Regions from separate parts of the Mus musculus genome. Here regions 1, 2, 3, 4, 5 and 7 are each linked to region 6. A link is a contact called in public Hi-C, HiChIP or PLAC-seq and promoter capture Hi-C data. All regions are on one chromosome and are shown on one strand. Each heading gives the region's core, a stretch centred on a gene start, on an enhancer-like site or on the middle of the called end of the contact. The rest is flanking DNA. Distances are from core to core; before and after follow the strand shown. Region 1 holds the start of Tesk1 (testis specific protein kinase 1). Region 2 holds the start of Aco1 (aconitase 1). Region 3 holds the start of Npr2 (natriuretic peptide receptor 2). Region 4 holds the start of Hrct1 (histidine rich carboxyl terminus 1). Region 5 holds the start of Ddx58 (DEAD/H box helicase 58). Region 6 holds the start of Galt (galactose-1-phosphate uridyl transferase). Region 7 holds the start of Ndufb6 (NADH:ubiquinone oxidoreductase subunit B6).

Region 1 (3,680 bases), core at 416-2,915, 1.7 Mb after region 6:
TTTCTACTCCACCTTAGATCATTTGCCTCCCAACTAAAAGACACAAACCTTTATAATAAACCTTAACAGCACTAGAGTTGGGCAGATGTCAACCCTCTGGGCTATTTTTGTCTGCTTTCTTGTCAATAACCCCAAGACATCACTTGCCACACACATTCCACCTAGGCCACTCCCACTCCAACAGGCCAGCCCTGGTGGCCAGGTGCTCACAATCCACACCACCCCATGGCGACTTCTCCACCCTCCCTTCCTTCTCTCCTCTCTTCTGTGCCTGAACACAAGCCCGGGAACCTTCAGCCCCACCTACCTCTTCTGCCCAGCTATAGGCTGTAGGCATCTTTACTAACCAATCATGAATATACAACAAGAGCTGGTATAGTTGAGGACCTGCTTGTCTTGGAGCAGCCAGGTCATGGGATACAGTTTTTAGCATTTGAATACAGAGCCACAACAGACCAACCCACTACACAACAATGACACCACGATTTAATGAAGATTCCTTTTTCTAATCAGTGGTAAAATAATGCCATAGCTATGCAGCAAATAACTGGGTGCAGGGACAGACATGTGGACAAAACACGTGGCCATGAGTTACTCCCAGGATAGTCACAGGCCCAGAGGGTATCTGAAAGCAGGTATATTTACTAGAGAAAGAAGGGAGTGTGCACATGCGTGCTCCCTGAGTGACAGTATATCGTCCCTGTGACCATCATTATTGCTGGCTGATGATAATCTACCTCCTACACTCAACAGCTTTTCCACCTGAACTTTTAAAAACTGGTGATACCAGTTTTAAACCTTGATAGAAACCTAACGATGAACCTGGCTGCTGCACTCCCCCAACACACACACACACACACACACACACACACACACACACACACACACACAGAGCTTCTCAGGCACATCAACATTCCCTCCTTTTTACTAGTGTATCCTAGCTCAGTCTTGCATCCCCAGCAGAGGGAACCACCACACGGCCTTCTTCCTAAACACTCCCTCTCACCATAACCACCACAGCGCCCTTCCTAAACACACACACACAATTCAGCATGAAACTACTGTCACAGACATTGATCCTCAAAATGACTAATGGGACAGAATCCAGTGTCAGTTAAGCTTACTACAGTGAGGGTATCCTACAGGTACAAATTCCGAGTGTCTTCAGACCTTGCACAAACTATGGAAAATAAAATCCTGCCAGGAGGGGTAGCATATGTTTGTAATCCCAGCACAAAGTGGTATGGTGTGGTATGAATCCAAAGCCAGCATGGGCTACAGGGCAAGACCGTTTCAATCTCTACACAAAAGATTACAAATAGGTTCTCAGAATTAACTCTAATTTAATGCGATGAGTATGTTTTGCTGTTACCAGTGGGGGAAAAGAACACGCATTGGCCTACTCTCCTTTTCTAGAACAACTGTGCATGACTGTTCTCTCTCCAAACCTGAACGATTCCCTTATACGGTGCACTCTCAAGACGGCCTTGCACATTCAGCCTGCCCTCACTCCATTCCGCCGCGAGGTGGCAGGACGCTCACGGATGCCAGGAGACCTCTGCCGGGATCCAGTGACGTCACGCAACCCTAGCGACGATTGGCTACCTTCCCGATGACCTTGAGGGGAGGAGTCCGTGGCAGAGCCGGAAACATCGGCAACAGCGAAAGCCACGTCCCGAGACCGGGCGTGCGCACTCCGAGGATCCCAACCGCTGTAGAGGCCTCTGCACCTCCTCCTCTGGACTGAGGGGGCACACTGGCGTCTACCGACGTGGGGCGCAACCTGCCGAAAGGGGTCACACCGCTGGGCGCTAGCGAGGGGAGGAGTCACCTTGAGAGGAGGGGTCACAATGACTAGCCGAGTCACTCTGCCAGGTCTCTTTTAGTGAGAGGAACACAAAGAGGAGGGGGTGCAGCACTGAGGGGCTCGGGGAACACACGGATGTAGCAGTGTCATCCGTAGGAAAGGTCCCCCGAAGGAGAGCGGGCTCCGAGGGGCAGCGGCCTTTGAGGGGGCGGGATCCTGCCGAGGGCGGGGCCTCCTTGCAGGTGCAGGCGTCTCCGAAGAGAGGGTTATTAGGACAAAGAAGTAAGAGGGTGGTCACCGGATCGAGCGTCGGAATCTCAACTTTACTTAGGGGGATGGAGATGGAGTGAGAAGGAGTCGAGCAGGTCAGGGATGCGAAGGCCAGAGGCTCCCTACAGCCCTGGATACTGCGATCGGAGAAGACAGGTGTTAGCGAGCCCCGAGATTTAGAGTGTCGGGGTCAGAAACCCCCCTGAAATGGACAGTCGGAGTCGGACGCAGACCGGGCAGGCAGCGTGGTCGATCCGTGGAGCCCAGGGCGCAGGAGAATTAGCGCCAGCAGTCAACCCTCAAGTCGTCCTGTGATTCACGCCCCGGCCTACGCGCGGGGGACGCACCTGAGGGGGCGTGGCCGGGCCGCAGCCCGGGCTCCAAGGAGTTAACCGCAGACCGGGCCGGGCCCCGCCCCGGGCAGGCCGCACAGCCTGAGCCCGGCGGCGAAGCGGAGCAGCAGCCGCCCGCGGGGAGCCCGCCGCCGGCGCCCGGGAGCGCCGCCGCCGCCCGGCCCAGGCCCAGGCCCAGGCCCCGCGCAGAGCGGAGAGCCGCGGCGTTCCACCGGGCCCAACTCGCCGGCGCGGCGGGGGCGGGCCCAGGACCTTCGGCAGGTCCTCCAGGAGTCCACCGGGCGGGAGTCCCGGCCCCCGGGATCGGGTTGGGCCGGCGCCCATGGCGAGCGCGGCCTGCCCGGGTCCCGGGGATCCGGCCATGTGAAGCAGGCCGGGGCTGGGGGCCCGGCCATGGCCGGGGAACGGCCGCCGCTGCGGGGCCCCGGGCCCGGAGAGGCTCCGGGGGAGGGGCCGGGGGGCGCAGGCGGAGGCCCGGGCCGGGGCCGGCCCTCCTCCTACCGGGCCCTCCGCAGCGCCGTGTCCAGCCTTGCGCGTGTGGACGATTTCGACTGCGCAGAGAAGATCGGGGCCGGTTTCTTCTCTGAGGTCTACAAGGTAGGACCCGCAGAGAGGACAGAGGGGCGGGACCGAGCCTTGGACGGGAGGCTAGAACTTAGAGGCCCCGCAGCCTGGGTTAGAGATCCTTGAGCTAGCAGCCACCCAACCTGTCGGGCACACACGGAGCCTTGCCTCCCCCAGGTTCGGCACCGACAGTCGGGACAAGTCATGGTGCTGAAGATGAACAAGCTCCCCAGTAACCGGAGCAACACGCTAAGGGAGGTGCAGCTGATGAACCGGCTCCGGCACCCTAACATCCTCAGGTGAACGGCCTAGCCTCTTGCTGGACAGCTTGCTGGGCAGGAGGAAAAGTCCCTTGGGAAAGGAGGGAGATGCAGTGGAGCCCGGGCTCTTACAGCGTATCCTTTATCCTCCCCATCACCTTTCAGGTTCATGGGGGTCTGTGTGCACCAAGGGCAGCTGCACGCGCTTACAGAGGTAAGCATTAAGCATAGGCCAGGAAAGAGGGAAGGCACCACACCCCCAAGTGAGAGTGTCAGTGATCTTGGTGGGTCTGCTGGGAAATTAAAAAGAAGCCACCTGCCTGCCCAGGACCTCAGGACCTCCTCCAACTAAAGGCTTCCTGAACTTCCCTGTGTGCAAACCACTTATTAGAATACTCAGCTGGAGTTAGTGATGGAGATATTTTG
Region 2 (4,198 bases), core at 1,579-4,078, 1.6 Mb before region 6:
TGCTTGAAGCAGGGAGTGATTCTGGTCAGTTCTAGGGACTTCCTGGAGCTATTTTGAGTCATTTATTTACCGTTTTAAGAAGATTCCCTGCAGGATGGCGTGTTTCATCTCCCTTTAAATATCCCGTCTTGAAACATCCCGTTGATTCACCTCCCCTTATAGCTTAAGAAGTTTATAGCTTAAGAAGTTTCCTTCCAAAGTGCAAGGCTAGGAGGATACTGCTACTCAACAGTTAGCTATTTCACAGAAACAAGCAGCACTGCACCTACTGGCTGCTGTTGAAGCTAAAACTTTTGATCCAGGAGCTGCTGTTCCAATCACGACCTCTTCAGCAAACTGCACTGGCTTTGGAAGACTCTGTTCTCCATAAAACAGAGATAGTAAATTCTAGATGAGTCTGCTCATTGGGAAGTTAGTTCTTCCTCCAGACTGGAGAAGAGAGTAACTCTCTACTGACTCGGGAAGAAAAACAAACTGTGATTGGTGCAATGTGGGGCTTGCTGTGATTGGTTCTTAAGTAAAGCTTGTCAGTTTGTTTATGCAGCACTTGTGATTGGTAAGGTAGAACTATGCACATGCAGGGGCTGTGGTTGGTGGAATTACAGTCCATACACAAGTATGTCATAGTCCCCTTCCGGCTATGTGAGAAGACTGTTTCCCCTAATTGTTTTTTTAATCTTCGAGACTTCTTCTGGGATTGCAATATTAGGCCTAGCACAACACCTAACAAATAATCTCTTTGTCTACAGTCTTAATCAAGCTAGGCAGGTTGTATGGAGGAAAATGCGACTTCCATATCTGATGGCACAGACAGCAGCACTGGCATTGGCAATGATGAGGTAGCTGAAGCATTCCAGAGTCATCAAGATCTAAGAGACCCCAACGGCCAAAGCTCAGAGCAACAACACAGAAGGCAGCTAAGAGTTCCCGAGCCCTTCAAGAGCTCTGAACTATAACACTAGGGAGTGGTTAAAGGGTTTCCAAAGAAAATGCAAGAAACTATGACTATATAGGAATAGCAAAAGTGTAAAGACAGGCAGGGGCTCTGAAGAACAAAAAGCAGAGACTGTAAAGCTTGGTCTCAGCCAAAGATCAGGAGTTATAACTCTACCTGCTGCAGAGCAGAAGGAAGCAAGAGCAATACACCTCTGCCCTGAGTACCTGGAATAACCAGCCTTAGGCTTGGACAGCTTGGAACTCAAATCCACCCTGTGATGAGTTCCTGGAACTCAGGGCCTTCAACACTAAGGGAGCAACCTAGAGCAGCAAAACCCATCGCTAGCCAAGTGCTTGACATACTAGTTACTAGTCATTCTCCCTATATGATGCTCGTTCGTGTTAACTCAATGTAGAAGCCTACACTGAATTTCCAAATGATCTGGGCAGCAAAACCTTACATCCTTTCATCTAGAGCTAATCAATCATGTTTCCAAATTCACATTGACTTGAGAGGCTAAACTGCTAAGCATGGACGGAACCCCCACTCAGTCTCACAGCTCAGACTTTAGATCGGTGGACAGCATGTGCTGTAATTAATGGGTTGCTGTAGGCTAAAACCAAGTTTTATATATAGAAAGTTTGCATTCTGTGTAAGCTACAGACATGTTGAAGTGTGCTCCTGATGTATACTTCCTGTGCTTTGAGCTAGTAATAACGGAGAAACTGCCTTTTATAAGAGCTGGGTGTGGTGGGACAGAACCTGCAGTCCCGGCACTTTAAAGGTAGATGTAGGGAGTCCAAGGTCTGGGGAGTTCCACCAAACAATGAGCTCTAAGCCTGCCTGGGGCCCATGAGTATCTGACTCAAAAATCAAACCAAAAACCCCAAACAACTAAACCCTCGGGAAGAAATCTAAAACAAAACAGTAGTTGGGGTAGGAATAGGAAGTGAAGGGCAAGGTGGAGGAGGTGGGGGACACTGGAAGAGGCACTCAGAAAACGTACTTACCACCCAGCATTTAAAAGAAAGGTGGCGTTTTGTGTGCCAACTTGACACAAATTAGTCATCAGAGAGGAAGGAGTCTCAGTTGAGAAAATGCCTCCATGAGATCCAGCTGTAAGGCATTTTCTCACCATTTTCTCAATGGGAGAGGGCCCAGCCCATGGTGAGTGGTCTCACCTAGGCTGGTAGTCCTGAGTTCTATGATAAAGCAGGCTGAGCAAGGCATGGAAGCAAGGCATTAAGCATCACCCCCACGGCCTCTGCATCAGTGCTTGCTTCCAGGTTCTAGCCCTGCTTGTGTTCCTGTCCTGACTTCCTCCAGTGAATTGGAAGTGTAAGCCAAATAAACCCCTTTCTCCTCAGCTTGCTTTTTGGTCATGGCGTTTCATCGCAGCAACAGAAATCCTAAGGCTCCCTACGTTAGTCAGGCAGTTACATGTCACACTCTGCCCCTCGTGAGGGACAGTCAGCCTTCTCCACGCTCCAAAAGAGGAAAAGCCTAGAAATCGGCTCTACACTTCCTGGGACTGAGCCACTAGCAAAGCTAGATGCAGCCTCGGGGCCCAGTTTCTCCCGCCTATGGGGAGGAGCCACGAAGATCAATAGCCTTCAGCTTCGGGCCTTCGGGCCTAGGAGGTACAGAGGGGTGGAGCAGGTCCTAGGCTCCGCCCCCGTCCGTGGCCACGAGTCTCTTGTTCTAGGGGTGGGACGGTGCCCAGCCCCTAAACCTGGCCATGTAGGGGCCTGGGACTCGTCCCTCGGTATGGTCTGCCTTCAGGCTCTGGAAAGAAGAGGTGTTCCCAAGCTCTGCCCCTTGGCCGCAACCTCAAGTCAGATCTGGGCCTTGGGGCGGAATAGGCCCTAGACTCCGCCCATCTGCCAAGATCGGAAGGTTCCGAAGGGAGGGCGCACCCGGACTAGACTGCAAGCTTCAGCCATCGCTTGCAGCTTCTAGAGGGAGGAGGTGCCCAGGCTCCGCCCCTCGGGGGGCGGAGTGAGGCCCGGGCCCCGCCCCTCTCCCGCAGCAGCTGGTTCCGGCCCGCTCTCCACCGGTCCCGCCTCGCTGCCGGAGCGTCCGGAGGACCGCTCAGTGGGAGGAGCGCGGAGTCGGCCTGGGACATTGCTAGCACCCGCCTGTGTGCTCCGGGAACTGCACTGTGAGCGGTGAGTACCACGCGGCCCCGGGGCGTCCGTGCAGGCCTTTCCCACGGGTGCAGACCCGAGGACACGGGGAGAGCTGCGGGGAGGCGGTGGAGCTGGCTCCTGGGGTGACCTCTCTACTCGCTCCCCAGCCTGCGTCGCTCTGGACTGGGAGTGGCTCTACTCGGCGCCCCGGGAGTTCTCGCCTTGGTGTGAGGGCCGCACCGCCGGGGTGTCATTGTGCCAGGCCCAGCCCACGGGATAGAAAGGAACGATTGTGCCCGGCAGATTGGAGTCCCCAGCACGGGGCGAAGGCAGGCGGGGTGAGGGTAAGAGCCCCCTCAGTGGAAGGGCATAGAGTCCAAGGTGATTGATTGAGAAACCCAAGGAGAACGGGACTGTACCACTCTGGCCAGCCCAGTGCACTAGAACCGCAGATCTCCCTGCAGCACGCATGACAGCCTCCCAGCAGAAGTTGCCGAACTTTTGCATTTAGGACCGGCAGCGCGCCTAAAGAACCTTTGTTATATAGATTGTACCTATTGATTTTTGCAGTGTATAAATACAGCGTATAGACACTTAATATACTTAATTCAGATAGACCGATTCTGTAGTTTCCAAAACACTGTTATTAAGAATGGCATTCTTTAACCTTCCTGCAAATCTCTGCTTAGAAGACACTCAGCCTGTTGCAGTATGACAGGTCATGTAGCTTCTGAAGACTTTTAAGTATATTGGTGAAAATGTAACATTGTATTGCTTAAAGAGTGGTTTTGACCGTCCAAACACCTGCGCCTGTGTTTCTCTGCAGCATACTTTAGAACCACCGAAGTAGCCAGTGCTTAGGAGGCATAGTTCACTGGGTTTGCCACTTTATTTATGGTTCTTCCATTCCGCACCGTGGAGGAGTTAACCTCTGATACCCAGGAGCACTCTGGACCTCACTTTCCAACGGAATACGAGATCCCCACAGTTGGTGGTGGCTTTGGGTGATGTTCATGTGTGCCTTGGTTGTTTCTGTGCCTGCTGAGTTGATGTGTGTAAACCTGATGTAGCACACCAGACCTGTGAGTTCAGGGAGGTGGGTGTGACTAGACCATGCCAAATGTGTAGGGGT
Region 3 (4,120 bases), core at 354-2,853, 1.9 Mb after region 6:
AATTTCTCCTCAAGCCACTAGGGGTCGCCTTCATCTCAGAGAAAGATTGTCCTCAGCCTGCAAGCTCTCAGTCTCTGCTGGGGAGCCTTTGGCTTCTTGGCACTGTGATTTCTGGAGAAGTGGCTTCAAGTGGGAGAGAAACTGGCTGTCGGCATGGAGGAGAATGTGTTTATGTGCATGTCCTTTTTGATAATTTGAGAACTCCCCAAGGTGCCATAGCTGTTCCCTTTGCAATGATGTCATCTCTCACAAGCTGTTCTTCCAGATGGGGTCAGCACTCCAGATAAGGGGTACCTGGATGAACTTTCTAGCCTGGAATTTTAGGAGTGAGGTGGATCCCTAGGTGGGGGTACAATGAACTTTAATTGCTGAGGCCTGTTAGGCTTAGTCAGTCCATAAGCTCCCACCAAGTGTGGCTCAGGAAGACAAAAGGACAAGGCCCTGGGAACAGATGGCTGATGGATCCAATAGGCATAAGAGCAGAACGACCGTGGAGACAGAAACAGAGTGGAGAGTTGAGTCCCCAGGAAGAGGAGGACTCGTGGACTCCATAAAGATCCGAGAAGAATGGAGTCCTTTGGTGCCATGAGGGTCTGACTTCCTCCTGCCTGAGGAAAAGCACTCTGGCGTTGAGGAGATGGGTAGAGTTTTCCCTACCCAGGAATAAATGGATACCCAGTGATTGGGGATTTCTGACAGTTTCCTGGAGACTGGAGCATCTGCGGAAATCTGATTGAGTGAATGGACTCTAAGAAAAGTGGGGTGTCAAGGGAAGAAGGCAGGCATGAGTGAGATGGGAGCAGTCCTGTGCACAAGGGGCTTGGGGGAAGCAGAGGAAGGCCCTTACAGTATGGGGACGCCCATGAACCTCGCTGGCCTAGAGGCCCGGGGTGCTGAGCCCCTGGGGCGCTCACCGGGTGGTTTGGGGACTGGGAGGTCCCTGGGCGCCAGGCAGGGGTGGGGGTGGCAGCAGCAGCCGGAGGGTGGGGCCGGGCGGGGAGGGGAGGGGGAGGGGCGGGGTCGGGCGGCCTGCCGGGGAAGTCACACTCGGCCGCCGCCGCGGGCGCAGCGAGCGGAGACGCGCCGGGCCGAGGCGACCTGACCTGGACGAGCGAGCGGCGCGCGCGGGGGCCCAGGCGGGGGGCGGGAGGCAGCGGCGGGCAGCGCAGGCCGCCGGGCCCGGGAGAAGCGGAGCGGAGAGGAGCGGGGGACACGGGCGGGGCCGCCGCAGCTCCGGATGGGACCAGCGCCCGGGCCCGTTAGTCCAGGCAGGAGCTTCGGGAGAAGCCGTCACTGGGAGAGTCACCCCTGCCTTTCCCTCCCCTCTGGCCCAGGCCTCGCTTCGCTCCCTGCCTGCCCATGTCCCAGTCCTTCCGCGGCGGGCGCCCTCCCACCTCAGCCCGGGGCTCTGGCTTCTCGCAGCTCTTTGCTCTCCCGGCCCGATCAGCTGTGAGGTGTCCCCGGGCCGTTTCTTTGTGCCAGCCTCCCCCAAGTCCCTACCCCATCCCAGGCTCAGATTCCTCCCTTCTCGGCTTGGAATTGTCAGGCTACTTCACCTCTCACTGTCCTCATCCCGGTCGCAGGCCCCCTTGGTCTCTTCTTCCTTCTGCCACCCTATCCTTAGTCCCTGGACCTGGCTGTGGGCTGGTAGCCCACTCCTTCCCGACCCAGGTTTCCCCCCATCCTCTTCTTGCGTGGTCCCCAGCACTTTCTGTATCCGGGCCGACTAAGCTTGCCCCCACTTCTCTTCCTGGCCCTCTTCCCCAGGCTCCAGGCTGGGTGGCGCTTGTGCCTGCCCAGTAGGCCAGAGCGGCCCCTGGTTCGGGGGACCGTGGGTCAGCTGCTCTATCCCCATGGCACTGCCATCCCTGCTGCTGGTGGTGGCAGCCCTGGCAGGTGGGGTGCGTCCTCCGGGGGCACGGAACCTGACGCTGGCGGTGGTGCTGCCAGAACACAACCTGAGCTATGCCTGGGCCTGGCCACGGGTGGGTCCTGCTGTGGCACTGGCTGTGGAGGCACTGGGCCGGGCACTGCCCGTGGACCTGCGGTTTGTCAGCTCCGAACTAGACGGCGCCTGCTCTGAGTACCTGGCACCACTGCGCGCTGTGGACCTCAAGCTGTACCATGACCCCGACCTTCTGTTGGGCCCCGGTTGTGTGTACCCCGCTGCCTCTGTGGCTCGCTTTGCCTCACACTGGCGCCTTCCCCTCCTGACTGCGGGGGCAGTGGCCTCTGGCTTTGCAGCTAAGAATGAGCATTATCGTACCCTGGTTCGCACTGGCCCCTCTGCGCCCAAGCTGGGTGAGTTTGTAGTGACATTGCACGGGCACTTCAATTGGACAGCTCGGGCTGCTTTGCTGTATCTGGATGCTCGCACAGATGACCGGCCCCACTACTTCACCATCGAGGGCGTCTTTGAGGCCCTGCAGGGCAGCAACCTCAGTGTGCAGCACCAGGTGTATGCCCGAGAGCCAGGTGGCCCTGAGCAAGCCACCCACTTCATCAGAGCCAACGGGCGCAGTAAGTGTGGCCCGGGCTGTTTTAGAAACAGGGGAGGTGGGCCGCTATGTCCCTGGAGCAGTGCAACACAGAGAAATAGGCAGAGATAGGAAGGGGAGAGTTCTATGTGATGGTTGGGATGGAGGAACTTTTGAGGACAGAGCTCCTGAGAGAACCTGGCATCAGTCAGAGGTCAGCAAGGCTGAGCCTGGGGCTGGGGTTTGAGTAGTGGATGTGGGTGATGTCTGATCTGAAATGTGCACCTGTCTGTGAGCAGAGACCCCTTAGATTGGAACACAAAGCCTCTTGGTAGCATAGAGATGACTCTATGGGTTCAGGTTTGATTGGGAAAGCAGGTAAGGCTCACACAAAAATTGTGAGCACAAGTGCTTGTGAGCCTAGGGAGAGGTAGGCAGGAGGGGACGTGGGGGCTGTGAAGTCTAGCAAACACAGCTTTGGGGGAAGGAGGGGCTTGGGTCATCACGCCAGTCTCTGGGGTCTGGAGTTGGGCTCTGACTTGGACCAGATGGTCCATGTGGCCCCAGGGCACTTGCGACATGAGCTCTAAGGGGAGGGATGGGAACATCTGTTGGGTGGTCGATGGGTAGGGCACTCTCTTGTAATGGGATGACTCAGAGAGGAGGGGGGACCTGGATGCTGTCTCAGGGTGCCCTTCTGTCCTGTGCACTCCCAGTTGTGTATATCTGCGGCCCCCTGGAAATGCTGCATGAGATCCTGCTTCAGGCCCAGAGGGAGAACCTGACCAATGGGGACTATGTCTTCTTTTACCTTGATGTCTTTGGGGAGAGTCTCCGAGCAGGCCCCACCCGTGCAACAGGCCGGCCATGGCAGGACAATCGAACCCAGGAACAGGCCCAGGCCCTCAGAGAGGCCTTTCAGGTACCTTTGGAACCCAAACTAAAGATGGGAAGACTCACTTGGTTGGAGGATCTGTTTCTCCCAAGACCCTCCTGAAGGCTCTGGAATAGGGCAGGTGTGGTGTGCTATGGAAGGGAAATGGTCAGAAATGTTCTGTGTCTGGTCTCACTCTTCCTTCCTGAGATTTGTGACTGTTACCTAGTGTGCTTGCCAAGACTGACCTTGGCCGCTACCAGAGATCTTAGGATGCTTTCCTAAGTGCCAGCAGTGAGCTGGAAGGCAGGAAGGGAAAGACCTGAGCCTTGTCCTGGGAAGGGCTGTCATCCTTATTGGAGAGGCAAGGTGAAACTATAATATAGTGTGTGAGGAAAGGAGACAGTTTTGTGCATGAAACAGGTCCCAAGAGACAGCGGTTCTGGAGAGGAATGGTGGATATAGGCTTTTGTAAAGGAAATGAATCTGTTGTAATTTTCATGGCACACGCCAGACCCACAGAGTGGTGAAACAGGGATCCAGAAGACTGTTCAGGGGACAGACAGTTTGCATGGTTGGCCTGGTAAGAAAGCTTGGTCCATGTTTTGAGACAGGGTCTCAGACTGGCCTTGAACAAGTACTGGGATTATAGATATGGGCTTTAAAAAGGGTTCACTTAAGGCCCATCTGGGAGACAAAGATGGACTTTAAGTGTTAAGGACTGGGATTTGAGTTTAGAGCTAGTGTCCTTGACTTTTTTTTTGTATGA
Region 4 (3,717 bases), core at 78-2,577, 2.0 Mb after region 6:
GACCCTTAGGAATGACTGAAAGTCTTCAGATCTGCACATTGCAGGGTAGTCTCCAGGTTGTGTGGGGTGGGCATCTCCTTGGAAAACTCCTGTAAAGTTATCCATTTAATGCTCCCTTCTTCATGCCCCTTTCCTCTCCCTCCTCCCTTCTCCCTCCTCCCCTCTCCACCAGCTCCCATAGGACTTTTTCTTCAATGTGCCTCTAGGGAAGGCAGCTGGCTCCAAAGCCCCAGGAGTCTGCAGGAGGAGTTCTCTATACAAGCCTCATTAAAAGTTCAAGTGACTTCTCCAGAGGGCCAGGAAGCCTCTGGAGACTAGCCTCCCTCGAAACCAGCTTGGCCAAAGGTGATGTACAACCCTTTGAGCTGCTGTGGCAGCTTTTCAGTAAAGATGTCAGAGAAAGCAGCTGTGACTGGGATTAGAGCAGGGGAGTGTCCCTGGAGTTTGCTTCTGCTGTGGGATCTCCAGAGAGGACACGGTGGGCTCGAGGAAGGGCCTTGACCAACTTTACAGAGTGGAGCTACTGCAGAGCTGGAGCCAGTCTGAGGTTTGGGGGCTGAGCACTCTCCAGAAGGAGCTTTGAGGAATGGGTTGAAGGACCCCTGAGGACCCTGGCCACAGAGCTTGGGCTTTGGGGAGCCCAGTCCGCTTGCGTACAACAGAGATGCTGGGGACACCCTGAATCCCAGCCTCATCCTTGGTGACTAGGGGGCCAGAGGATTTAGAACCAGTAACGAGAGAATGGAAGACTGTGCACATTCTGGTCACCAAACAAGTTCCCAGGCAGGTAGGAATGACCCGAGCTTTGTGACAGGGCAGATGATAGGGCAACGGGACTGCCATCCACTGACATTGTTGACCGGGGAGATAAGGGGCTGACCTGTGTGACCTCAAGTGGCTTCCTTTCTGCTTCCTGTTAACCCAAAGTTGACAAGCCTTCTGGCTTCCTATACCCAACAGGAGAAGCATCCCTGGATGATGAACGGCTTGTGGCCCTCATCAGGCTCCACCCATCCCTGACTGACATTCACAGGACTTGGGCTAACTCACTGATCCTCAGCAGCAGAGGATGTTGCAGGCTACAGATAGTCGCGGAGCTAGGGAATCGTGTGCATCCTAAGCCTACACTTTTAATCTCCATACAGTGGTTCCTAGGAGAAAAGCTGAAGCCCAGAGGAGGGCCCTCCTTCTGCCAGGAGGCAGGAATAGATGGAATATTGACCTCATATCCCTGATTCAGGCCCTCCCCTTAAGCAAGCCAGTCCCACAGCTCCTTGGTCTCCACCCACTCTTCCTTCACGGCCTCCCCCTTCCTACTCCAAACAGCCTCTGGCTGTTGAGAAGCCTGTCCAAACAGACCTCTCCCACATTCCCTGGCTGTTCTCCAGTCTGCAGGAGCCGAGACACCCTTGAGTTCAGTGACTGTGAGGGCTGAGCAGAGGCTGCTGAAGGGAGCCACTGAGTGAAGTGCAGAGATCCTCTGGCTTCCAGATGTTAGGCCTTCTGGGGAACACGACCCTTGTGTGCTGGATCACGGGCACAGCACTGGCGTTTTTGATGTTGCTGTGGCTGATGGCCCTCTGCCTTTTCCACAGATCACAGGAGCATGACGTGGAGAGAAACCGAGTCCGACAAGCCCGGCCTCGACTCTTCCATGGCCGGCGCCTGCGTCTCCCAAGACTTGTTCACCATCACCACCATCACCATGTGACCGGGGTGACCAGTGTGGGCGTTCACCACCACCATCACCATTCTCCCCATCGTCTCCACCACCACAAGCACCACCACCGCCACCACCATGCTCATGGAGCCCGCCGCTGAGGCCAATAGATAGCATCTACCTGGCTCTGCCCTCCATCCAGCAGCAACATGAGTGGATCCTGATGCTGCCACGGAAAAGGATGTGCCTCTGGGATGAAGGGGGGTACTGGGACCCTGGTCCTGCTTGGGTTTCATTTGCATATGAGCCCTTCTCCCTATGTGCAACAGAGACCCACCTGGGTGGCCCTCTACACAATGTGGGGCTTGAGCTTCGAGCAGGGCTGGCTGAGTTTCCTACCTTGTGACTGCAACTCCTGGTGACCCTGGAAGTAACAAGGGTATCTGGCAGAACCAGAGCCCAGGTGGAGATGGAGAGTTCTTCTGATTGGGGAGGCCCTGTGATGAGCTTCCAGGGGCAGACTGTGGTACGGGCATTCACTGCTGCTTGGCTGTAAGAAATAAAAGCCACCAGGAAGCTTTTTGTGTGAACTGGTTCTTGACTGTGGCACAGTGGGAGGGAGGGAGTCATGAGGGCCCTGGGAACTCTTCTGGAAGGAGCTGAGCCTGGGGTCTGGAACAGAGAGAAGTAGGTGGTCCCCGCCTAAGCTCTGAGGAAGAATTCAGTGTGGACGGCCCAGAGCTTTGGAGAAGGGACAGTTGAGACCCCTAGCCTGGGTTCTAGCTCTCGGAGCACCCTGCCTGAGTGCTCCTCCTAGCCTGGTCCAGAGCAGGAACCAACCCTGGGTTCAGTGTCTGTTTGGGGACTGAATAGGGATTCTTATGCAGACTCTGAGTCTCCAGCCAGCCTGTCTGCAGATGCACAGTAGCAGCTGATAAGACCAGAGGGAGGGAACAGTTAACTGCTTGGCATGCCGGGTGGCCTCAAGAGAATGTGCCTGGCCTGAGCCTCAGTTTTTCCTTCCTTAAAATGGAATGGATAGTAGAGACTCCTACCACAGTCAACAGGCATGCAAAGGACCCACACACACTATGAATAAAAGGTTGGGTCCATGAAGGGGAAGGAAATATCGTCCCAGCCTGAGCCTGAGAACAGGGAGAAGCAGGGCAGAGAGCAGCAGAGGGAAACGCCAGAAAGTCAGTGACTCACTGGAATAGAATGTCCTCTTTCCTTCTGTTTCCCAGGGGACTGTGCGAGGACTAGGCGAGGGGTGACCAGTGAGGAAGGGAAGAGGCAAATTCACACTGACAGCTGCACTGGGTTTCTGCACTGGGAAAGTGGACCAAAGGTCTGATGGACAGATCTCTCTCTCTCTCTGGAGTCCTTCACACCCATCCCTCTTTCCTCACTGCCGGGCTTAGCCCAGTCCAGCCCTCCACCCTTGTCCCTCTCTAGCTACAGCCACCTGCATTGCTGCAGACCTGCCCACTGCAGCTTCACGGGAATTTTACAGATACACCAAAGATGGGAAAGAGGGAAGAGGTTAGGCAGAAAAGGAAACGGGGCCGGACAAGCTTCCTGCATTCCTGTTGAAAATGCTGGCCTGTTCTCCCCAGCACGCTAGAAGAACAGGCAAAGGAGAAGCAAGATAAAAGGTTGCAACAGTCTCTAGGGCCCAGCTCCCAACCCCACCAGGCGATGTTGGGGATTCAACGAGCTACCCTACAGTACCCTTGTGGAGGATGAGCCCTGATTGTCAGAGCATCTTAGAAGAGGGGCTGTGGTAGAACAGGGCAGTATATTGTTTACTCTCCTGTCCTGTGAGTGGGCTGTTTGCCCATACTGCTACTGAAGTTCTCTTGGACCTTGGAGAAACTGGGAAAGTTTCTGGCTGCATGACCTTGGGCACAGCTCTCTCTCTCATTCTCTCTCTCTCATTCTCTCTCTCTCTCTCTCTCTCTCTCTCTCTCTCTCTTCTGGGGGCCAGGGGGTCCTGGTCAGACAAACGGCAGAATCAGGGAAATCACTCGATTGTATGGTCCCAGGAAGAGCGAGTT
Region 5 (3,926 bases), core at 138-2,637, 1.5 Mb before region 6:
AGAACGGGGTACCATTTGGGGGGGAGGGCATCCAGAGAGGGACAGGTAAAGGGGGTGGAAGAGCCACAGAAGAGGCAATTAAATAAGAACAAAGAGCAATGGCAGGAATGGCTGAACAAACTAGTTACTTTGTTTCAGTATTGAAACTAGTTACTTTGTATGCTAATGTAAATGACTAAAGATCAGATTAAAGGATTGAAAGGCAAGTGACCCTGGTGTTAAGAAACCTCTTGGGTGGGTTTCCTCTCCTCAGACCCCGCCCCCAATCATTAGGGCTTTTTTGCTGCTTCTCTCTAACACAACCGGGATGTGGGTAGCCCTGGGTAGTGCTCTTTTACTCCTCTCTGCATAGCCTGTTAGGCTTCGGAACTCAAGAGAGTCAGAATTAACCTGCAGTTGCCACCGTCGTCCAACGCCAGGAAAGACATCTAGGCTTTAACTGGCAAAATGAAAAGTAGCTGCCGCACGCCCTCGGTCACCCCTTCAAACGCCCTCTCCCTTCTCCCTGGGGGTGGGGGTGAGGTGGGGAGGTCTGTTTGCTCAGGTGGAAACACCCAGTGCAATTTACAAAGAGTCTATTATCCACCAATCAAATCCCCAAAGCTAGATATGAACAACTGTGTTAAACTCTGAACACACGGAGTCTGGAGAAAGTTTTCTTCCACGGACTTCCTGTGAGCAACATCCTTTGACAGAAATGTGCGTGTCAGTCAGTCCTCTTGCTTCCTGCGGCCCCCACCTCCACCTTTGGCCCGAGCCCAAAGCCTTGCTCTTTGCTCTGTACAGGAATCTAAGGAGGGGCGGGCGCATTCTGATTTCTCAGTTTCTCATGACAGGACAAAGGGAGGCACACAGCAGTCTAGAAGGTGTAAATAAGAGAAACAAACTATTTCCCCAGCATTGAAAGAAAGAAAAGAGTGGCATCCTTATGCAAGTTACTACAGCTTGCAGGAATTTTGTTCCTGACCATCAAATCCCTATGCTGTCTACTCTAATATGGCCTGGGAGTCTCACATACACCGGGTTACACAAATTAACTTAAGGACAGCGCGGGGGAGGGGGGGGGGCAGAGCCTTCAATTGTTTCTGATCTGAGTGATGTTTTCCCCTCGCTAAGGTGGAGAGCCTGAGAGCCCCAGTTGGGGACCACTCACCATCCTCGAGCCAGGAACTCATGTAGCTGAGGATGTAGGTGGGGTCCAGAATCTTCTTGATATAGTCTCTGAATGCTTGCAGATTCTGCCGCTGCTCCGCTGTCATTCTGTGGCTCCAGGCGATCGATGAGCGCCCTGGCTCCCGCAAATCCGCCAGAGATGAACGAAGTGGGGACTTTCCAAGGAGTCCCGATGAAAAAGCTGCCTAGCCGGCTGGCCATAGGAAATCGAAACTGCCTCAGGGCGCTGGGGAGGGGGGGGGCGGGGGGGCGGGGCGGGGATCCAGTTTCGTTTCTGAACCTAGACAGCCACTGAACCGCAAGGACCCAGAAGTACCTTGGAAATTGCCTTTAAGTTGGGGCGCAGCTTTTCGCGTGGTGGCTTTATATTTCTAAAGTGCGCACAATTGAAGTGCATTGTTCAATGAGTTTCGAAAAACATAAACACCCGTTACCTCTTCCACAGATCAGCTGGGTCCTGCAATAATCTTTAACCATTCCCCGCGCCCCCCCCCCCTCGGGGCAGGGTTTCTCTATGTAGCTCTGACTGTCCTGGAACTAGATCTATAGACCAGGCTGGCCTCAAACTCACAGAGCTCCGAAATCGTCCCTGCTTCGGTCTCACAAGAACCGGGATTAAAGACCCCCACCCCCTCCACCACCTCCTCCATGCCACCACACCACCACCACCAGGCCTAAAGAAGAGTTGAGGGAAAGATTGCAGGGTGGGGAGGGGGACGAAGGGGATAGGAACTCCACAGGAAGACCAACAGAGTCAACAAACTTTGATCCTTAGGGCTCTCAGAGACACCACTAAGCAAAGAGCACACACAGGCTGGACCTAGGCCTCCCTGCACTTTTGTAGCAGGTGTGAGTTTAGTCTTTTATGAGTCCCAAACAACTGGAGCGTGGCTGTCCCAAAAGCTGTTGCCTGTCCGTGGGATATGTTCTTCTAGCTGGGCAGTCTTGTCTGACCTCAGTGGGAGAGGATGCGCCTAGCCTAACAGAGACTTGATATGCCAGTGTGTGTGTGTGTGTGTGTGTGTGTGTGTGTGTGTGTGTGTGTGTGTGTGTGTTTGTTTGATACCCAAAGGGGCCTCCAACCGCTCAGAGTAGGGGAGGGGGCATGAAGTGACTGAGTAGGGGAGGGGGCATGAAGTGACTGGGAGGGGACAGTGAGTGGGATGTAAAGTGAATACGTTAAAAAAAAAAGTGAAAAAAAAAATTTAAAGAAAATGCCCTAGCCGGGTGTGGTGGCACACGCCTTTAATCCCAGCACTCCAGAGGCAGGCGGATTTCTGAGTTCGAGGCCAGTTTGGTCTACATAGTGAGTTCCAGGACAGCCAGGGCTATACAGAGAAACCCTGTCTCAAAAAAACAAAACAACAACAACAAAAAAAAGCAAAACAACAACAACAACAACAAAAGCCCTACAGGCCAGTCTTATGATTTCCTTAATTGAAGGCCCCTCCTCTATGATGAATTCAGCTTGTGTCAAATTGACCTAAAAGTACCCAGCACACCAGCTCTGGAAGTTATCCAACGCTTCTTTTAGAGTGATCATACGTTTAGTTTTACTCTTGGTTCTACAGTTATTTCAAATTAACTTTTCGATATAACACGAAAACTACAGCAACTTTTTCCAGACTTCTGATTGTATACTCTCACATATGCTGAAAACCTACCGTTTCTGGATAGCCTTGGGACCTTTATCAGGAAAAAGAAAAAGACAAAACGGACTTTACGTGTGTAGATCTGCTTCTGACTCTCTTCCAACTGTTTCTACTCCCTGACATTTATAACAGTACCAACCACTTCACCTGGGTTACTGCAGATTGCAAATGAAATCTTGAAATCAGGTAGTATTGAGTCCCCCAAACTTGTTTCTCATTATAAAGTGTGTAAAACCATGCCGGGGGGTTTTACATTTCCATATCCAATACCAACAGGTCAATTGAAAAACAAAACCAAGTAACTACCAACTGGATGTTTATCAGGGCTGCGCTGAGCCCACAGATGCAGTCAGAGGACCAGTCTTCTCCAGGAGCATGGCATTTCTTTCCATTTATTTAGGTCTCTGGTTTCTCTCAGCCGTACCTTACCGTTTTAAGGGTACAAATCTTTTATACGTCACATTAACTTTCCTCCATGTCCTTTAATACTAATGTAAATGGGATTGTTCATGAATTCTTATTTTCAAGTTGTTGCTACCCTACAGAAATACAAGTGGGTTTTGATTGCTGACTTTGTATCATGGTACACTGCTAAATTAACTTATTAGCTCTAGTAACTTAATAAACTTTTTTTGGTAGACCATCCTGTCACCTGTGAATATGAATAGTCTTACTTCTTCCTGCCGCGAAGCTATGACTTGTTAATGTCCATTCCTCATAGTTTCCCAGTCTTTATGCCTTTTGTTTCCTTCCCTTCCCTTGTCACCCTAACGCCTCTAGTAGAAAACGGAATGAAAAGGTGAGAGAATTGACAATCTTTATCACTGATCTTGGTGGGAACCGGTTGGTCAGTACTTCCCTTTAACTGTGACGTCAGATGTGGGTGTGGCTTGCTTTCCCTGAGTAACTGGGTTATTTGGCCTCCAGTTTTCAAGACCATCATCAGGGGAAGTCAAGGCAGGAGAAACTCAAAGCTTTAGAAACCTGGAATCTGGGATGGAAGCAGAAACCATGGAGGAATGTGATGTCCTGGCTTTTTTTGCTCTGGATCTTGTTAGATGTGAGAAAAAAAAAAAAAAACCCCAAAACAACAACAAAAAC
Region 6 (4,038 bases), core at 1,121-3,620:
GACGAAGTCATCCATTCACCATCCTAGTCAACAGATGTTTCCTGTGCCCTGGACTGCTCACAACCTGCTTGAGGGTTGGAGGTGAGGTGTCACAGTGGCATCATCGACACAGACCTTGGGAGCAGGTGAGAATCTTTTCAGCAAGTTCATCTGAACACTGCTGCAAGCTCCTTTAACACACTCCACCCGTGCCCCATTGGTCTCAAGAAAGCATCTCTTCTAAACAGCAGTTCCTGATTGGCTGGCATTGTCTGCACCAGCAATCCTTGGTCTCTCAGGCAGTCCTCAATTAGGTCCTCCTGCAGGAGGTGCTTTTGTGGCTGCCTTGACCCCAGCGTTTACATAGAGGTAGCCCTACTGTTCCTGCTACACAGATAACAAAAACTAAACCTTTATATTTGTAATAAGCCTAAGACAGCAGTAGAGCTGGGCATATCAACCCTCTATGGCTATTTTGTCTAAACTAAGGGATGTGACTTGCTAAGTCCCATTTGGGCTGCTCTTACTCCAACTGGTCTGCCCTCATGGCCAGTTCTCAGGATCCTACCCCATAGTGTCTTCTCCCTCTCCTCCCCCCCCCCCCCCGCCTCCTCCTCCTCCCCTCCCCTTCCCTCTCCTCTCCTCCCCATACCCCCCTCTGCTATATACCCTCAAGCTGGGGGAACTGAAGTCCTGCCTATTTCTCTTCTTCTCTCCTGCCCAGCTATAGGCTGTAGGCATCTTTGTTAACCAATCAGGGATAACTTGAGGGGCAAGGATGCATAGCATCACTTGGTATAGATGAGAATGTCCTTGTCTGTGGGAGTGACCAGACCTTGGGAGCCAGTATTTAAAATATTTATTTATTTATTTATTTATTTTATACATATGAGTACACCACCATTGCTTTCTTCAGACACACCAGAAGAGGGCAACAGACCCCATTACAAATGGTTGTGAGCCACTATGTGGTTGCTGGGAATTGAACTCAAGACCTCTGGAAGAGCAGTTGGTGCTCTTAATCCCTGAGCCATCTCTCCAGCTCCCCACCTCCCCAGCCAGTATTTTGCATCATAATACATAGCAACAGACCAAACCTCAACAGCCTAGAATGTTCTATGTAGCCAGGCTACTCATTGATATGCCTGTCTCTGCCCTTCAAATACTGATGGCCTTTTGCTTGTTTTTGAAATTGGCTTCACTATATTGGCCAGGATGGTCTAGAACTTGTGGGCTCAATTGATCTTCTGCTTCAGCTTCTAGAGTAGCTGAGACTATAGGCAAATGCATCACTGTGCCTGGTATGTATGCACAAACGCATACACGCGCGCACACACACACACACATTACTGTCTTTTGGTTTACTTTTTTTTTTTTTTTCGAGACAGGGTTTCTCTGTGTAGCCCTGGCTGTCCTGGCACTCACTCTGTAAACCAGGCTGGCCTCGAACTCAGAAATCTGCCTGCCTCTGCCTCCCAAGTGCTGGGATTAATGGTGTGCACCACCACTGGCCGTTTGGTTTACTTTTATATAGATTGGGCCTTGTTATGTATAACTGCGCAGGCTGAACTTGAACTTGTAAGTTTACTGTCTCTGTTTCTGGAGTGCTGGGATTACAGGTGTGTACCACCACACCCTATACTTACTCAGTTCTCTTTATCTAACCTTATTTCTGCTCCTGAGGCTAGAGGCATAGTTACAGTGAAATACTCACACATCCGGGCAATACCTGAAGGGCCAGGCTGCAGGCTTCATCTATAGTATGATCAAGTTCCTCACCTCCACCCCCTCTCCACAACTTGCATCTTAACCACACACAGCAGCTCCGCAGGTGACCCAGGTCATGAGTTCAGAATGCTGCTGGTCTTTGCACAGGGCGTCTCTATGCTCCACACAGAACCTAGGTGCCTGGCACACGGTTAAGATGCTCAGTAAAAACGATGTCTTCTGAACAGGACAGGGCCTGATGTGCAAACACAAGAACTCACTACACCTGTGGTTACCTGCACAAAACATGAGAATGGACCCATAGAGGTTTCTTACCGGTTTGGGGGGCGGTGCACTCACGAGGCTCCGCCCTTTCTGATGGACTATTGGCAGTTAAAGGCTGCTGGCAGGAGTGTCCTTGAGTGGTGAAGCTGATATGTCATGCTCCAATAAATAGCCCTAATGTCGTGCAAGCAACCCGAATCCGTGGCGGGACGAATGGACACAGCAACCAGTTTTCACAGATGCTCTCCAGAGAAGTAGCTACAATCCGGTGTGCAGGAGAATCATCAAAACAACCTGGGGAAGTGAGCGTGGCGGTCCCGAGCCCCGCCCTCAAGTGGCAGGCTGTGCCCCCACCGTCACGTGTTGGCGACTAGCCAATCATCCAGGGTGGGCGGGGGGAGACATGGAATGGGGCGCTCACCTTGTGTACCTTAGGTCAATTCGTGTGGCCTCACGTCGCATAGCGGAGCCGATCCTGAGCAGCGCCAGCAGGCTTCAGAGGCGGACGCCATGGCAGCGACCTTCCGGGCGAGCGGTAATTGCTGGGCGGCCTGGACCCGCTACGGTGCGGAGCCGAGCCTTCCTTTTCCGTAGGAAGTTCTAGTCCCAGAGTCAAGGTCGGCACTCCTACCCGAGGCCAGGGTGGCGGGCGAGGGAAGGAGGGGCTTGCAGGCCGTGTGGCACGGAAAGCGTTTAACCCTTTAACTCCCCTCCGCCAGCCTATAGCTTCTAGAAACACTGCGCCGACCGAGCGTCCCTGTACTTGGGCCTGCTAGGGCATTAGAGCCACTCGGGGAAGAGAGAGACAGGGAGTTTTGCTGACTGATCCTTGTCTCTCCCCAGAACACCAGCATATTCGCTACAACCCGCTCCAGGACGAGTGGGTGTTAGTGTCGGCTCATCGCATGAAGCGGCCCTGGCAAGGACAAGTGGAGCCCCAGCTTCTGAAGACAGTGCCCCGCCACGACCCACTCAACCCTCTGTGTCCCGGGGCCACACGAGCTAATGGGGAGGTAAGCCCGAATACACAGCCACCAACTGGGATAGGAAAAAAATCCTTCTTCCTTATTACTACCCTTCGCCCACAAGGGGGAGCAGTGCGCCTCCTTTTGGGTCATTTCCGGGCAAGCAATTTTGATCCTTTGAGTGGGGCCTTCCTCGCCCCCGTTGCAGCCTGGATAGCCCTTGAATTCCGTCAGGTAGTATTTCTAGCCTATTCTTGTCAGTAGGTGAATCCCCACTATGATGGTACCTTTCTGTTTGACAATGACTTCCCGGCTCTGCAGCCCGATGCTCCGGATCCAGGTACCCTCAATTTAACCACTGTTGGGGAGAAGGGAGACTGGGTCTGACCCGGGTACCTGTGCTACAGAGAGTAATACTCCTTTATTCCAGGACCCAGTGACCACCCTCTCTTCCGAGCAGAGGCCGCCAGAGGAGTTTGGTAACTTTGGGTTTCCCCTCTTACAACCTCCAGCCCAGGTCTGAAGACGAAGACCTGAGCTTGGGCCCTGCCCTTAGCACCCAATCCACTTCCCTATGTCATTTTTCCCTCACCACCTAGTAAGGTCATGTGCTTCCACCCCTGGTCGGATGTGACGCTGCCACTCATGTCTGTCCCTGAGATCCGAGCTGTCATCGATGCATGGGCCTCAGTCACAGAGGAGCTGGGTGCCCAGTACCCTTGGGTGCAGGTCTGTGAGGGGGAGGTGTAACTTTGGTTTGGGGGAGAACCATTACTGCTTCCACAGGGTATGGTGAGGAGGGGTTGACTTGATGTCTGTGTGACTATTGAATATCTCTCTCCTTTCTACCCAATAGATCTTTGAAAATAAAGGAGCCATGATGGGCTGTTCTAACCCCCATCCCCACTGCCAGGCAAGTATGTGACAGGCCTTAATGGCTTTCTTGGCTGAGTCCACCGGCATTGTGGACAGGACTACTAGATTAAGAGATAGGGCAAAAGAAATACATTGGTAATTCGGAGGCTCAGAGATAATGGGCTGGCCTGCTCTTCTTTGTGCTTGCCCTTTGACAGGTTTGGGCTAGCAGCTTCCTGCCAGATAT
Region 7 (4,271 bases), core at 1,106-3,605, 1.5 Mb before region 6:
GTCGCAGAAACCACATGCCCTTCTCCTACTGCCTAGGATCCAATAGAGCGGAACAACCACACTGTGCTGTCCCTTGTCTTTAAACCACGGCAAGGGGCTTTAGTCAACCCATGCAAGATCTTCCCATGAAAAAGTTTGTGGTTTTTGGATACCCTAGATTGTAAAGGAAGAGAATTACGAAAAATCAGATAAGGACAAGGAAAGGGAACTGAGACATGGCAGACTTGTTGGAACGTTACCACATAACGGACTGGTCTAAAGAAGCAGCAGAAGTCATCTTTATACCTGCTCAGGACTCCAGGGTTAGATAGACATGCTGACCATTTAAACACTACTTCAAGGAAATGCATTGCAAAAGGTATAAGCTAGTGTAAGAGTAATTTTTTGATTTCTAAGTTTTGAAACTACTTGTATATAAGAGTACTCAGAATTCAACTAAACCTTTACCCACCCACCCCCAAAAATTCAAAGAACTTTAAAATCAGCTTAGCATGGCATATTATTTTCTGAGTATAGCACAGCCACAGGAAATTATTGGATAATATTAAAAATAAGTTCTGGACAGCATACATTTAAAGTATACTTACAGCCATATGATATTTGACATAATAGTGAACAAACCACATAGGTATAAGCACATGAGAAACAGCGAAGAGACTGGAGCGGTACGCCTTAAAGACCTGCGGGGGAAACACATACAAAATAAGCAAACATCCGCTCTTTACAGTTTTATTTTTTAGATTTATTTACTTTATGCATGTAAGTGTTCTGTCTGCATATATGTATGTGTACCAGGAGTATGCCTGGCGCCCTCAGAGCTCAGACAGAAGAAAGCATCAGATGCCCTGGAACTAGAGTTACAGACAGTTTTGAGCCACCATGTGCATGCTGGGAACCAAAACTGGGTCCTCTGAAAGAGCCAAGTGGTCTGAAGCAGTCACCTCTCCAGCCTCACCCCACCCCTCACTTGAGACAGGGTCCCAAGCGTTAGCCAAGGCTGGCCCGCCTCCCTCTGCAGAGATCCTCGGCTATCCTCCTGCCTCAGCCTCTGGAGCTGCTGTGATTACCAACATGCGCTGCTTACTCTCCCTAGCATGAGCTACCTTATTTTTCAATGTGTGTGGAACAAAAACCAAACCAACTAACCAAACAAAAACATTCCACCACTACCAACTATGTGTGATAATTATTTTACAAATTTCTAAATGGAACATATTTCCTGACAGATTGGGGCTGACCTACCAATTTCAGTATTTTCACTAACTCTGAGGCTTCCTATAGAATATCCATAGATTCTAAGACAGAATAAGCACCATTCTGCAAGACATAAGGCATTGTTGTTCAAGAAACCAACCAACCAACCAAGACTTTGTACAACTACTACTTCTACTTCTACCACAATTACTGGAAGGAGCTGAAAGCAATTCCCACACAATGTTCGCTACTCATCATTGATGTGATTTAATAGCAGTCTCCAAGAAAATATCTGGAATCCTTACAATAAAAAGCAGTCCTTGAGTGAACGGTTTTTCTGCCTGGAGGTCATGGAATGCAATTTAAAAGTAACTAAAAGTGTGTTAAACGTACACAGTGATGCGTAGAAAGGGAGCTTTAGAGTCTGACAAAGCATACCAAATAGAACCCTGTCTTCTGTTGCGACCCCATGGGGCTGTACTATACCAGCTGGCCAGTCTCTGGCACCTCAACCCTACCCACCGCGTAAGTGTTCTCAAATACTGAAATCACAGCCTGTGATCTCAGTTAATTCTGACCAGTTTAACCCGAGAAAAGGTATCTACACTCGAAAGAACTGCATGTGCGGCGAGCGTCTTGTAAAACCTAAGACCCGACTTCTCAGTACACCTGACAGCCACCTGCTCCTGGACTCCAGACCCCAGCCCTGAACAATAGCGACCTGACAGCGTCTCCGCTAAACCTGAGCCCCTGGACTGATTGTCCCTTGGGGCCCTCCCGGGTATGCGGGCTCTGGACAGGGTTGGGCCTTGATGGAACTGAGAGGAGTGGGCTGGGAGGCTTGGCCAGGCTGCGACCCGGGGTGGGAACCCGGACACCCGTGTGGCTCATCACTCACCATGTTCTTCCACACGGCCCCGTCCCGCAAAAAGTTATCCCAGAATCGCTCCAGGGGCCACATCCTGCGCGGGGGCAACACGGGCTCCCGGGGACTCAGCTCCTGGTCCTTCAGCCATCGTCTCCTTAGCTCCCGCAGCTGCTGCAGCCGCAGCTTCTCATCCGGCGTGTACCCTGACATGTTGCCGACGAGCCTACACAGGACCGGTCACTGACCTGCCCCTCCCGCTCCGCAAAGCGACCTTGAGGCGCCTGGAAGCGGCGCGGAGTGATGACGCCACACCAGCCCCGCCTCTGGGGGCGGGCCGACTCCTTCGCGGAAAGCAGGCTCTGCTCATGCGCAAAGCCCTCTCTTGGACCCTGGGTTTTAACAACCTGGGTTAAGTATGAGCTCAGGAAGGTCCCTGAGTTAAGAACTAAGTGGGCGGTGTTGGAAAGTGTGAGAAGTCCTGGGGCTAGGGTTCAGAGAAAGAACTTGTAGGGGAGGGGACCGGAAGAACAAGGACGATGGTTTAGCGAACCTCTGCCTCGCCCCCTTGAATTCTCTTCTTGACCGAGAGACACTTGCGTCCGAATTTGGCTCCCACCTCTTTCGTAACCCGCTAAGTAATCTTGAGCGCCTATCTCGGTTTTCTTCCCTCTCTGTACTGCAGAAATAAAGAGCACCTTATTTGGGAGGCTTCCATAGGCTCGCTCACTCTTTGATTCTGCCGGCCCACTTTGTAAGACATCCCAAAGGTATGGCAGTAAAAATTTGTAGGGGTGTGCACGAATATTCGTCACAACACGATATGTAATAGCAAAACATTGAAAAATCACCTCCCAGATTTCAGAATAGAGGATTAGTGGGAAAGCTTATAGTACTGTAAAGCATTGGTATGCTACTGCCATAAATGAGCCTTCTATTCATAACTGGAGTAACTTCTACAATCTATTGATAAGTTAAAAAAATAAATAAGTAAATAAAACCAACTACACCAAGTATGCTACCTTTTATCCAAAAGCAGGGAGAGTAGTAGTGATACTAAATATATATACATGCTCTGAAAATTTTAGAGTAATAAATGAAAATAATTTTGTTATTTGTATTTGGTTTTGGAGACAAGATCTCATGTTGGCTTTGAAATTGCTATTTAGGGAGACTGGACTTAAACTCCGAATTCCCCTGCCTCCACTACTCATGAGCTAGATGAAGTACACCAGTATGCCCAACCTAACTACTGCTTCAAACACCACCACCAATATTATATAGGGAAGATAGGATAGACACAAAAGTAGGAACTAGGGAGTTTGGAGGTGGCTTAGCGGTTAAGAACACTTACTGCTCCGTCAGAAGACTGAATTAGGAGAATCTAGCTACATGGTGGGGCTTCTGGAACCTGAGTGTTCTCCAGCAGAGAAGAATATGATTTATAAGGCTCTCTCTAGCGAACCAGAACTGGGGAAGTTTCTAAGACCAGTAAGCAACTTGATTAGCAGGTTTCTCTGGTCAAAGATGAAAACATTTCAGCATCAGTAAGTATGAATTGAATGATTTTTAAAATATAAAACACGTCACACATAACCAAGTCAAAATACTTTATTAAAAAATCTCGTTTTTGATTTTTGGATGATTTTTTTAAAGATTTTATTTATTTTGTGTGTATGAGTACACTGTCGCTGTCTTCAGACACACCAGAAGAGGGCATTGGATCCCATTATAGATCATTGTGAGCCACCATGTGGTTCCTGGGATTTGAATTCAAGACCTCTGGAAGAGCAGTTGGGTGTTCTTAACCGCTGAGCCATCTCTCCAGCCATTGGATGGCCTTGAAAAACAACTTATCTTGAAATCTGGTAAGAAAAAAAAAATCATTTCTCATGTCAATTTGTACACTATGCCTTGTGGCCAGTTTCCCCCTCCCCTCTCTGCTTTCTCACCAACCATTGATCTGCTTTCCATCACTATTAAAGAGTCCGTGTTCTTGTAGAACTTTCTATAAATGGGATCACAGATTTAACTTGATTTTGTCCTGTTCCTGTTACTCAACATCACTATCCAGGGGTTGAGGTATGAGGAGAACTTAGTAGCATATTCTTTGTTGTTCCTGAATAATAACCTATTGCAGGTGTTATACCACAGTTTAAATATTTACCTGTTAACCAACAGATTAGTTTTTCCTTATTTTTGGAAACCGCAA

The links. Promoter capture Hi-C pulls out the DNA fragments that hold promoters and counts their contacts. A called contact is a pair of places that touch in the nucleus more often than the background predicts. HiChIP or PLAC-seq counts read pairs in DNA pulled down with a chosen protein or histone mark.
Region 1: a promoter capture Hi-C map of liver shows a contact between it and region 6, with 7 times the contacts expected there. The contact joins the promoter of Tesk1 here to the promoter of Galt in region 6. A contact is called at or near these places in 3 of 39 promoter capture datasets (embryonic stem cells and liver) and 1 of 115 datasets of contacts at active chromatin or transcription factors (embryonic stem cells).
Region 2: a contact with region 6 is called in a promoter capture Hi-C map of pre-B cells, with 6 times the contacts expected there. The contact joins the promoter of Aco1 here to the promoter of Galt in region 6. A contact is called at or near these places in 3 of 39 promoter capture datasets (erythroid cells, neutrophils and pre-B cells), 1 of 484 Hi-C or Micro-C datasets (B cells), 1 of 115 datasets of contacts at active chromatin or transcription factors (bone marrow-derived dendritic cells) and 3 of 9 other capture datasets (adipose tissue, liver and macrophages).
Region 3: a promoter capture Hi-C map of liver shows a contact between it and region 6, with 6 times the contacts expected there. The contact joins the promoter of Npr2 here to the promoter of Galt in region 6. A contact is called at or near these places in 3 of 39 promoter capture datasets (hippocampal neurons and liver).
Region 4: an HNF4G HiChIP or PLAC-seq map of pancreatic cancer cells shows a contact between it and region 6. The contact joins the promoter of Hrct1 here to the promoter of Galt in region 6. A contact is called at or near these places in 1 of 39 promoter capture datasets (embryonic stem cells) and 1 of 115 datasets of contacts at active chromatin or transcription factors (pancreatic cancer cells).
Region 5: a contact with region 6 is called in a Hi-C map of B cells, with 9 read pairs. The contact joins the promoter of Ddx58 here to the promoter of Galt in region 6. A contact is called at or near these places in 1 of 39 promoter capture datasets (pre-B cells), 1 of 484 Hi-C or Micro-C datasets (B cells) and 1 of 9 other capture datasets (liver).
Region 7: a contact with region 6 is called in a promoter capture Hi-C map of pre-B cells, with 6 times the contacts expected there. The contact joins the promoter of Ndufb6 here to the promoter of Galt in region 6. A contact is called at or near these places in 2 of 39 promoter capture datasets (liver and pre-B cells) and 1 of 484 Hi-C or Micro-C datasets (B cells).

Annotation. Positions count from the first base shown.
Region 1 is chr4:43,440,612-43,444,291 of GRCm38.p6, forward strand. It overlaps Tesk1 (testis specific protein kinase 1), which reads left to right and starts at 1,666. Exons shown (of 10, transcript NM_011571.3): 1 at 1,666-3,027; 2 at 3,172-3,293; 3 at 3,420-3,468. The coding sequence starts at 2,824.
Region 2 is chr4:40,140,437-40,144,634 of GRCm38.p6, forward strand. Aco1 (aconitase 1) reads left to right here and starts at 2,829. Exons shown (of 21, transcript NM_007386.2): 1 at 2,829-3,105.
Region 3 is chr4:43,630,332-43,634,451 of GRCm38.p6, forward strand. Npr2 (natriuretic peptide receptor 2) reads left to right here and starts at 1,604. Exons shown (of 22, transcript NM_173788.4): 1 at 1,604-2,520; 2 at 3,194-3,399. The coding sequence starts at 1,854.
Region 4 is chr4:43,725,871-43,729,587 of GRCm38.p6, forward strand. It overlaps Hrct1 (histidine rich carboxyl terminus 1), which reads left to right and starts at 1,328. Exons shown (of 1, transcript NM_027511.1): 1 at 1,328-2,240. The coding sequence starts at 1,492. The coding sequence ends at 1,821.
Region 5 is chr4:40,238,438-40,242,363 of GRCm38.p6, forward strand. It overlaps Ddx58 (DEAD/H box helicase 58), which reads right to left and starts at 1,388. Exons shown (of 18, transcript NM_172689.3): 1 at 1,154-1,388. The coding sequence starts at 1,259.
Region 6 is chr4:41,753,147-41,757,184 of GRCm38.p6, forward strand. Galt (galactose-1-phosphate uridyl transferase) reads left to right here and starts at 2,371. Exons shown (of 11, transcript NM_016658.4): 1 at 2,371-2,506; 2 at 2,815-2,984; 3 at 3,201-3,276; 4 at 3,367-3,415; 5 at 3,536-3,665; 6 at 3,793-3,849; 7 at 4,010-4,038. The coding sequence starts at 2,482. Gm42274 (predicted gene, 42274) reads right to left here and starts at 2,626. Exons shown (of 2, transcript NR_155499.1): 1 at 2,023-2,626.
Region 7 is chr4:40,277,066-40,281,336 of GRCm38.p6, forward strand. It overlaps Ndufb6 (NADH:ubiquinone oxidoreductase subunit B6), which reads right to left and starts at 2,356. Exons shown (of 4, transcript NM_001033305.3): 1 at 2,093-2,356; 2 at 588-680. The coding sequence starts at 2,272.